2 separate regions of the Gadus morhua genome follow, and region 2 is linked to region 1. The links are chromatin contacts, called in public Hi-C maps. All regions are on one chromosome and are shown on one strand. Each heading gives the region's core, a stretch centred on a gene start, on an enhancer-like site or on the middle of the called end of the contact. The rest is flanking DNA. Distances are from core to core; before and after follow the strand shown. Region 1 holds the start of fam181b (family with sequence similarity 181 member B). Region 2 holds the start of nars2 (asparaginyl-tRNA synthetase 2, mitochondrial).

Region 1 (5,527 bases), core at 1,465-3,964:
TTCTGTGTGAAAATCTCTCAGCCCCCAACAGATGCCCCGCCGACGTTACGAAGCAGAACCCAATCCCTGTCTCGTTCTAATCTTCAAGCCAGTCCACCAAGTTTATTTCTGGTGCATTCCCAGGGCTAGTGGGAACTTCTGCCCTGGCCTGATGACTATTATGGTCTGCCTTTGACATAAAGCCCTGCAGCCTCTAAATGGCTCTCCATTCTTGCGGGGTGGTGAAAGGGGCGCTTTGTGCCAGGGATTCATTAAAGTTCACCTCACAGCTCGCAGTAAAATACCTCGCAATAATGAACAGTCCATTTAACCAGAAAGTCCCGGGCCCCGAGCGGTTCAATTAAAAGGCGGAGGAAGTTTGGAGACAATGCCCCAACATGGTTAAAGATATGTTGACCTTAAGGCGAATCAGGCCATTGTTAGACTGTTGACAGATTGTTCTAAACATGATGTTTGGGTTTTGGGTCATCTAGGCGGGTTGTGGCTATATCTTGTCCTGGTTCACGGACCAATGTCTTCATATCCGTTGTTGGATCTAAAACACATAACCACTTGTTGTAATTCCTTTTTCCTATATGAACACAAACACGCATGTTGGTGTGCATTTGATATTATCCCAGATGTGCGTGTGTCTGTTTAGTCACAACTAATTGGGGTTTGGCTTTTCAGTTTACCATCACTGATAATGATTTTATTTTCCATTCCTTTTCTTAGTTTGGCGTAAAGTAAACTTTTGCTGCTTTTATTAAAGAGTGGTGGGGTTTTTCAACTGTTTATTGTCCATCTTGAGAGAGAGAGAGAGAGAGAGAGAGAGAGAGAGAGAGAGAGAGAGAGAGAGAGAGAGAGAGAGAGAGAGAGAGAGAGAGAGAGAGAGAGAGAGAGAGAGAGAGAGAGAGAGAGAGAGAGAGAGAGAGAGAGAGAGAGAGAGAGAGAGAGACTTAACGAGTGGGTCAGTTTTGTGTGAGGGAGGGAGGGAGTTGGGAGGGGGGGTGACCATAAAAGTGTTTTCTTATGCTAATTCCAGAAGGCAACGGGATAGTGCAACAGATAGCATTGATCTAATTAGCGCTAGCTTAACACAAACCCACCCCACCTAACCCCCCACCCCCCCAAACCAGCGCCCAAATCCAGGCGCCCAGAAAGCTACAAAACACAGCCACAACAAACGGCTACAAAACAAGCTACATTTCAGTGTTTCTTAATTTCTATTCAGATAGCCACTCACCTTGTGCTACACAAAAGGTATGACGCACACATTTATGGGAACTTAGGGGGTGAAAAAACCTACTTCGTCCTTTTTACAAAGCAACAACATATTCAGAAAAAATATCAAGAACAAATATCTTTTGAGAACACACCATTGGGCCGACAGCACACAAAAGACACAGATGTAGAAAAAAACCGAAGCTGAAAAAAACTGAAGCAGAAATGTTGCGGGACGACGGCGGGTTTGTGGAGAGATTAACGGCGGCCATCGCTCAACTCATTAAATCCACTCTTTGGTTTCGCTTCAGTTTTGGCAAAGTGACATCATCACAGACATGGCAACCAGACACCCCCACCACGTCCCCGTCCCCCCCGTCACGGGGGCTTTGGCTTGTGCTCTCGATGGTCATTCACATCGCCGACGCCGGCACTCCGATCCCGGAAACAAGACGCTTTTGTTCCTCCGAGGCCGACAGAGACGCCGGAAAAACCCACATAATGAGAGCGGAGGAGAAGCCTGTGAACGGTTAGGAGCGGTGTTTAGACATGAGCCATGAGCCATGAGCCATGAACGGATCTGTTTTATTATTCCAAGTATTCCATCAAAAATGACTTCCTTACAACTCACAAAAGGAAACCACCTTGCAAAGTTAGGCTACAAATGATAAGATGTCACCTCTTTTATTAGACCGCATTGAAAGCTTAGGATTCAGAAATTCAGAAACATGGGAATTCAAATTCGTATTCGTATTAGTATTAGTGCGAGCCCCCCAGCCCGCCCGTCGTCAACGACACCGTTCGATATTGTTCCGATATTGTTCGACATTGTTAAACATGTCTGCCACGCCTTCTGGACTGAGGATTCCCTTATTCAGCCCCAAGCCCCCCCCCTAAGGCCACTCAGGACCCTCTAGGCTGGCAACACAGGCTTTAGCCTCTTCCTACGTACGAGGTGTGTGTGTGTGTGTGTGTGTGTGTGTGCGTAGGCACGCATGTGTGTGTGGTCCGTTTGTGCGTAGCGGTGCGGTGATCAGGGTCACCCGGGTGGTAACAACACATTTGATTGATGGCCGTGTCAGCGTCTCCGAAAAGGCTCGCCGAAATTAATGACCTCCCAGTCCTGAGAAGGGTTTAAAACAGGAGGGACTTTTAGTGTCCCCACGTACCTCCTCCCCCATGTTTAGTGTGTGTCGGCGTTGTGGGGACCGGGGGATGGGGGGGGGGGCAGAACTCACTCAACCATGTGACTGACAATGTGGGTTCGGAGGAGGGGTGGGGGTGAGAAGTCCGGACTTTGTGTCTCTCGGGGGGGGAGTGGAATCAATCCACATAACTCTGCCGGCGTGGGGGATCCTCCCAAGTGAAGTCATGGCGAGGAATTACGGCCGCATAAACAAGGAAATAAACGGAGCGATTGGCGCTCCTGCGAAGGGGCAGTGGAGGAGGAGGAGGAGGAGGAGGTGGTGGAGGGGTTGGTGGAGGGGGAGGAGGAGGAGGTGGGGTTGGCGGTGGTGCTTTGTCATTGTTGCCCCAACGTGTATTTTTTTTTTTTTTTTTTTTTTTTTTTTCAACCAGTCCCCCGGGATCTTTATATGACACGAACCCACGGGCCCTTTCTTTAGAAACCACACCGTTGGCATTCTCCAGCCAATTAAACAGCCCCGACTTCACGGTGAACTACAAGCGACCCCCGCTACCTCCCCCCCCCCCCCCCCCCCTCTACCTCCCCCTCCCCCCGCCGGACCCGTTCGCTCACCCAGTTGAATGCTACCCCACACCCCATGCTTCTTTCTCTGTGCCCCCCCCCCCCGTGTGTGATATTATTAATAATACCAGCAGGGGGGGGTGTGGAGGAAAGGTGGAGGTGGGGGTGGAGGAGGACCCCTCTCGCTGCTGTAAGATTCGGGTGGGGTGCCAGCAGAGTGCTCGAACACTGGAGTACAGGTTCGAGAACCCCTCCAACACACACACACACACACACACACACACACACACACACACACACACACACACACACACACACACACACACACACACACACACACACACACACACACACACACACACACACACACACACACACACACACTCCCCGCTGGGCTCTTTATTGCCTTTCCTCCCATCAGCGTTTTTTTATTAACTCACACGCAGCCAGCGGTTCCACCGAAGCGAACGCTCGCACGAGAGAAAGACATAATGTTCTCCTCAAATCAATAGTTGCCAAACCCCCTCCGTGTTATTAAAAGAGTGAGCGAGTCGAATCGCCCGCTTTGATCTTGAACGTCAGGAGAGGCAACAAGTGTCTTGATGGATGATATGGAAAATAAATTGAGCGAGATAAAAAAAAAAATGGCCGTAATCGCTTTTATTAAGAGGAACGATCTTCACAATAACGCCTGATTCATCTCCGGGCCTCCAAGACATCGTGTTGTAAAGGTTCAATCGGAATGCATGTTTATGAGTAGTACATATCTGTGGGCTTATGTTTGTTTTCAGGTGTGCAATGTTTTTAAGTGTGTTTATGGAATGTGAATCTGTGATGTAGTTTGGTTGTCACACCACGAAAACACGTTGTTTAACTTCTTAGGTTTATACAGCAGAGAGGGTCCCCTCTCTTTGAGGTAATCAAGCCATTAAAGCTCCCTGAACCCTTTAAAAGGCCCATCATCATATGGTTGAACAAATACGCGTTAAAGCCCAGCTTGAAACAGATGGCCCGTCTGTTTTAACCGCTCCTGGTGTTCACACGTTTAAAATCATTCTTTCCTGATTGAAAAACACACATTGACTAATATGTATTTATGTAAACACACAAATATAAAGACAATGTGTACTAGCTTACATATTAAAAGGGCCTCGTTTTTTTCTTTTCAGTTGCTCATTTGCCACAGGAATCAACCCAAATTTAACCGAGTATAAAAAAAAACGACACATCAAATTTAAGTTCTAACTTAAAAAACAAGATTTGGCATATTTGATACATTCTTAGGTTTCAAGGGCATTAAAAAAAGATAGAAAAGAGAAAATACCACCAATACCAAAAGACACGACTGTGAAAATAATACTGAGAAAGAATTTCACTTTCACTTTGTCATAGGCTGATTAGCACCTCGTCAGCGATGAGGAACGTCCCGTGGGTCTCCTCCCCCCCCGCGCGACCCCGGTTCAAGGGGCTCTCCGGGCCTGCCGGACCCAGGCTTTGAAGTAGTCTACCTCCAGGGCACGGGCGCCCCGCACCGCGGGGGGGTCGCGCTCGTTGTCGTAGCGCAGGTCCAAGTGGTGCGCGCCCTGCGGGATCACTATGGCAACCACGCTGTCGGAGATGTTGCGCGTCACCCCCCCGCCGGACCAGGGGTCGAGGCCACCGTTGCTAAAATTCAACAGAAGGGGGGGGGGGAAGAAAGAAAGAAAGAAAGAAAGAAAGAAAGAAAGAAAGAAAGAAAGAAAGAAAGAAAGAAAGAAAGAAAGAGAGAGAGAGAGAGAGATTATGTTCTCGCTCGCCCACTGAACGCAGGTGTTCCTCCAGCTGACACATGAAGTTTATATGGAGGACGGCCGTTCTACTAAACAGTCCCTCCAGAAAAATGCTGCGTTTTTTTGTGATTGTTGCGGCCAAAGATCCTTGATTATGCGGCACGTTTCCTTAAAGAATGCGATGAAATATGCGGCATATTTATGCAATTTTATGCAATGAAAATGCGGGAACTTGCGAAAAATGCAGCTTTTCGATGACGTTCAGGTCGCGTTATTACGTCACTTCAAAACGTTCACATGGAAACAGGGGGAAATTGCTGCTCTTGTGTGAAGTAAACGCAACATTTTTCAACTTTCTGCTAAGATATATGTGACTTTTTGCAACGAAAATGCGGGGATTATGAAATCATGCAAGCCCCGCATATTTTGCGCAGAAATCTGCAATTTATGCCGTGAAATTGCGGCATTTTTGGAAAAATGCGACCCCCGCATGAATATGCAGACTTTGGCTGATTATGCGTTGAATTATGCGATCGCATAATCGTGTTTTTCTGGAGGGACTGACTAAAGTTTCTCTCTCTAGTTAAACGACTATGGTCGTGTATGTTTGGTTCTACAATTAAAACAACGAAACCCGTTGTTGATATGGTAAGGTTTATATGTCAATGGTTACAAGTATGTTTGCCTCTTTATTCAAATGTTAACCATCTTTGGATTATCCACAATCAGAAGATCTTTACCACAAAAACCAACCACCAGCAGCACTACTTCTGGGGTGAGGCTAGTATTGCAACCGGGCTTTCCAATTGACCGTAATCAGTTCAACATCAGCTAGTATTAAAGCCAG
Region 2 (5,527 bases), core at 1,230-3,729, 300 kb before region 1:
GGCTGGGTAGGGGATGGTTGGATGGACGGACAAACTGACAAACGGATGGATGGATATTCCTACCCTGACATGACCTCTAGATGCAGTTGACCAGATACGGTCAGGAAGGCAGGAACTGAGAAGAAGTTCTTGTCTGGTTCAGTTGTCTGGCCTGAGGGCTGTGGTAAACACAAACCATTCATACAAACATGAAAACAAATACATCAACTTGTTCTAATAAGATTGCTAACACACACACACACACACACACACACACACACACACACACACACACACACACACACACACACACACACACACACACACACACACACACACACACACACACACACACACACACACACACAAACAATTGAAGACTACCGAACCAGCACATTCAACTGTAGTTTTAGATGTTCCACATAAATAATTGTTTTTAATAGACAATTGGTCTCTGATTTTCAAATTTGAATGCCACTTGCCTCCACCTGGAAGAGTTCTCCTGCTCCTTCACAGTCATTGGAGGTGATCACCGGAGTGTGAATCTGGATAAAGCCTCTTTCCTGGATAGGAACCACAAGAAGGGATACATTTGGTGTTACTAACTGAGATGCTCCTCATCTAACTGACTGGAAATGATGAAGACTTTGATCACTATTTAGTGTGCCAGCTAAACAGACTGAGGACATTACTATTATACAAATTTCAACAACTAAGCTTTTGGTTGTTTGTAATATCATTATATGTCCGCCAATTTTTGGCCTCTATTGCACCCCTAACCGTCCCTGGAACGAGAGATCCATCTTCTTCGGGTCATCTCAAGGTTTCATCCCTCTAGATTTTGTATTTTTTCCTCTTGCCCTTTAGAGGGCTTGTAGGGTTAGCGCGTGTCCTAATATGTGGGCCGGTGAGGCCCATGGACACTGTAAAGGTAATTAAGGGAGCCAAGGACTGGAATCGACTTGACGGAGTTCCTCACCGTGAAGTGGGAGTGGATGGCCGCAGAGGCTGCGCTTCTTATTCTCATCATGGAGCTGAAGACGTTGGTCCTGCATCTCATGTGAGGATATTGGCGGACATAGTCAAGGCCATGTCTCTCTTTGATTTTAAACGGAAATTCCTAAAAAAAAAAAAAAAAAAAAAAAAAGAGTGAAAACTTTAGGGTCCAATGGCGATAGCACAACAAAACATTTCCAGACCATGTTACTGTGTCTTCCAACTATGTTTGCCTTACGGGAACTAAACACAGATTCTTTGAACTACATTGTATTTACCAGAGTGTCACATCCTCCAACTACATTGATTTGGTCGGCCAGCAACTCCACTGGCTGCTTCCTGCTTGGGCTTTGCTTCAGACAACCGGTGACTTCAACAGCACTCCCAAACGTAAGCAGGCTAGAAATCAACAGAAAGACAGAATTACCAGAGGACGATACCGTGAAGACACACATACACACAAACACATATAGATTAAACACACTCACGCATCATTGAGCTCAGAGCTGGCGACTATCTGCAGTGGCTGCAGACAGCTTCCATCGTTCACATGCACAAACAAGTGGTCCTTTTGAGACCTGACGGACCGAACCCAACCCTTGGAATTGAACAAAGCAACAGAGCCATTAAAAATATGGGTTGTCTCTCAGATACAATATAACAGTTAACATAACAGTGTATAACACATTATACAGTATTACATCTTCTTTCATATATATATTTACTTGTATATCAATATTTATATTGTAGTGTTTTCAAAATGTTCTGAATTCTTATGACGCAATATAATTCTCTCTATTTAGATGGGATAATGTTTTGCATTGCATGAAGCCCTATAGAAGCCTCAGTAGTATGTATCCAATGCAATGCAGAGTAATGTCAGTTCTATACAGTTACAACACGAACAGATTTTCTCTCACATCAATTGGAAATGCATACATAGGATGATAACCATAAGCATCAAATGTTCACATAAAACGCTGTACCTCTACTGTGATGTTGGATCCCACATCTGACCCTTCAAGTGCCTCTGATACTCTGAGCTTCTTTGATGACTTCTTGCAGTAATGCCGAATACTACATAAAACTGTCCTCCGAGATAAGGACACATTCAACACAACATCTACTGCTTTAATAGCGGCGTTAAACATCGAGTCTGCTAAGATTGATAGGTTGGAGGATTTTCCAATTGTGCGACAATGCTTCTTATTAAAAGTTTATTTTGTTTCATTGAGCATTACCGTTGACTTTCACGTTGTGTCCTGCTTGACAGGCACTTCCTGTTGGGGCTCGTTGCTGCGTTCAAGTCAAGTGGAACTGAAAGCGAGTTAAACACACGCAAACGGTTACAATCCAATTGTTACAGAGTGTTTAACATCAGTCTGTAAATACAAGGCTTTTCACCGTAGATTTAATAGTTTTGGGAGCAGTGTCAATGATCCAAACGGCGTTAAACTTCAACATATTTGTATTGCACATCGGTGGGAACGAACGCAGCTTATCCTGATTGGCGCGCCTCAGTCACATGCTCAGTCACAGGGGTTCGGTGCCCAACCAATGACCTGTATTTTTATTTCCTACAAAAAAGGCTTGATGGCCCAGGGAACTGTAGTTCTCTTAGTTGGAACATATTAATTCCAGACATTCCCACGAAACAAATACTGTCACTGCATAGAGTATTGCAAAACATTATGTTTACTTATTTGTCTTGAAGAGGTATTTTCGATTCATATAAATGATAACCTTTTACAAGCTGGAATGTTAATGTCCACTTAATGTTCAATTAAACATTATTAGAATAGAGATGCAATACGAATGAGTTGCTCATGGTTTTTATATTGGCTTGAATAATAAATACATTTACAAAAAAAAATGTTGATTCATCATATTGTATCCATTTGCCTAATATTATATTTTCTTGTTTCTTTGAAGTCCTCTCCAATCCTCCGGATGTTTGTGCAGACTCATCTAATGAAGTTTTATCTGGCCTAAAATAAAATATAATGTAAGCAGATTTTACGGACATTGCCATAGTTAGCCACATGGAAAAACAAATCCAGGCATGAAGCCGTGATTCATCAAACACAACGAGGCAGCGAGGTACACAGACAACAATAACAGGCCCTTGTAAACTGCCTTGCATCTTGCGTGAGTTATTTTGCTTATTTAGCTGGCAGCAGTCTAGTGGTGCATAACGCCCGGTAATCCAATAGCAGCGTCTCCCGGTGTCTTTCTAATACGCTCCTAGGAGAGGAAACAGCCTATATCAGATCACATCAACAATACAATAAAATGCCACCGAAAATTACCCACTTGGCCTTGGCTGTCAGACCGAGAGGAGGGGGTTAAGAAAGATGAGAGAGAGAGGAGGAGGAGGGAGGGAATGAGGGAGGAAGGGTGAAGTGATGGGAGGATGGAGGGAGAGAGAGAGGGAGAGGATTAAGGATGGAGAGAGGGAGAAGAGAGTGGGAGGGGGGGAGGAGAGAGGGAAGGGATGGGATTGAGGGAAGGGGATGATGGAGGAAGGAGGGAGGGTGGAAAGGAGGGGGGGAGAGAGGGATGGAGGAACGAGAGAGGGAGGGATATAGAGGCAGGATGGAGGGAGAGATGGAGGGAAGGGGATGCCCTCTCTGTCTCCCCCTTTGGCGTCCAGCGGCACTAACATGTTGTCAGTTAGTCAACAGGGTCAACACTATTAATTGCCTTCCGCGTGACTGGAGGAATTATACACGCTAAAGTGATGTGTGTGTGTGTGTGTGTGTGTGTGTGTGTGTGTGTGTGTGTGTGTGTGTGTGTGTGTGTGTGTGTGTGTGTGTGTGTGTGTGTGTGTGTGTGTGTGTGTGTGTGTGTGTGTGTGTGTGTGTGTGTGTGTCAATGAGGTTATCGTGTATGACACAATGGTCCTTGCACGTTGGCACATAGATCTAGAGGCATTTCAGTTAAGATACCACACAGGGGCAGTTGTTCTGGGTTAAATATGCACGTTGTATAAGTATTATATCAAGATAACCTCCCATTGTATTAACTTCAAGATTTTGTTGAAAATCGAACACAATCGATCCGTTTTTTGTTTGGAAATATGTCCAATATATATACCTCACCACGACACCAGGGGGCACTCTCACTCCATAACACTTTCACGTTCACTCCTGCCAAGATATATAAGGGAATAAATGTGAGCGGTTGCTACCGAGCTATTTATTCTTCTAACAGCCCGAACCTCCAGTGTTTGCGTAAATGGAAGCCGGCTTGCATTATTTCCCTTCACAATTATAGAGAATATAATGCAACGTGCCCAACGGTGCTTATCGATATGGCAGGGTGACAGACGAGATGGGATGATCCAGTACACAGTTTTCTACGGAAGGCCATTTAATCTAGAGGCAAACGTGTGGCGTTCCATTGGCCTTTGACTTTATTTGTGTGATGCGTGTTACTTCTTTTTTTTTTTGCTTTCTCTTCTCAGGGTCGACATTCGGCACATTCAGTCATCATAGCCGTCGTGCACGTGGGAACCCGGAGGCTTGTGATCGTGCATCACGTGGTCTTCATATCCCCCTCATACAGTCACAGGAGAGAGAGACAGATACAGATACCGGAGAGAGACTTTTCGAAAACATTTGTTCCTTTGTTTGGGTCTTTTAGGCCTATTTTCCCAAAATAAAACACAACCATCCTTATATCCTTGAGTAAACTCCTAAACGTGGAATCATTGAGGATGCAGATTCACTATGGAGACACATCCTCAGGTAGGGACATAGTTGGCCCTGGCTCTGATAACATCACTTATTTGCGCTTAACAAACGTGGTAAAAAAATCAATAAGTGGTTATTCAGCAAAAAAAAAAAGGGTTGTGCTTCGGACAAAAAGGGGCCCTTGTTCTAAAAAGCTGGGATCAAACACGGAGACAACTAGGCACCCTCGTGCCCTGCACTCTGCCACCTCCACATCAGCGTATCGACAGAAGTCTGCCCTGTCATTAATGGGAGCAGAATATTCTGGATTCTCACACGCATTGATTTTTTCAGCACGGCTCGTTAACGGCTGATTAGACCGTTATAGCGGTGTGATTTGGGGGGGCGCCGGTGGCATCCAATCACACATGCAGCGGTGACGGGGGAGATAGAGAGAGAGGTTTGGTGTGCACTCATCACTCAAGGTATTATGATAATTAGACCCACTGTCTCTGAACGCCGCACCTACATCAGCCTATAAAACTCTGATGACAGTGTTGTTTAACAAGTGCTGCTCTGCACATGCGCCTCAAATATGTTTGTGCAGTGGCAACACACACACGCACGCACACACGCACGCACGCACACACACACACACACACACACACACACACACACACACACACACACACACACACACACACACACACACACACACACACACACACACACACACACACACACACACACACACACACACCTCGTGGATGTTAGAGCTAACTTCCCATTGTCTTATTATTCATAAGACCTATTCTAGTAACAATAATCAGCGATGAGGAAATAAGACTAAAGATAAAGACCTTTTTCTGTTCGACATG

Evidence for each region. A called contact is a pair of places that touch in the nucleus more often than the background predicts.
Region 2: a Hi-C map of blood shows a contact between it and region 1, with 7 times the contacts expected there. The contact joins the promoter of nars2 here to the promoter of fam181b in region 1. A contact is called at or near these places in 3 of 6 Hi-C or Micro-C datasets (blood, gill and heart).

Annotation. Positions count from the first base shown.
Region 1 is chr16:5,826,134-5,831,660 of gadMor3.0, reverse strand. fam181b (family with sequence similarity 181 member B) reads right to left here and starts at 2,714. Exons shown (of 1, transcript XM_030380791.1): 1 at 1-2,714. prcp (prolylcarboxypeptidase (angiotensinase C)) reads right to left here. Exons shown (of 9, transcript XM_030380790.1): 9 at 3,546-4,576. The coding sequence ends at 4,372.
Region 2 is chr16:6,121,646-6,127,172 of gadMor3.0, reverse strand. nars2 (asparaginyl-tRNA synthetase 2, mitochondrial) reads right to left here and starts at 2,479. Exons shown (of 14, transcript XM_030380508.1): 1 at 2,217-2,479; 2 at 1,464-1,573; 3 at 1,254-1,374; 4 at 959-1,099; 5 at 462-542; 6 at 64-158. The coding sequence starts at 1,039. LOC115561481 (a long non-coding RNA gene) reads right to left here. Exons shown (of 2, transcript XR_003979922.1): 2 at 5,365-5,409.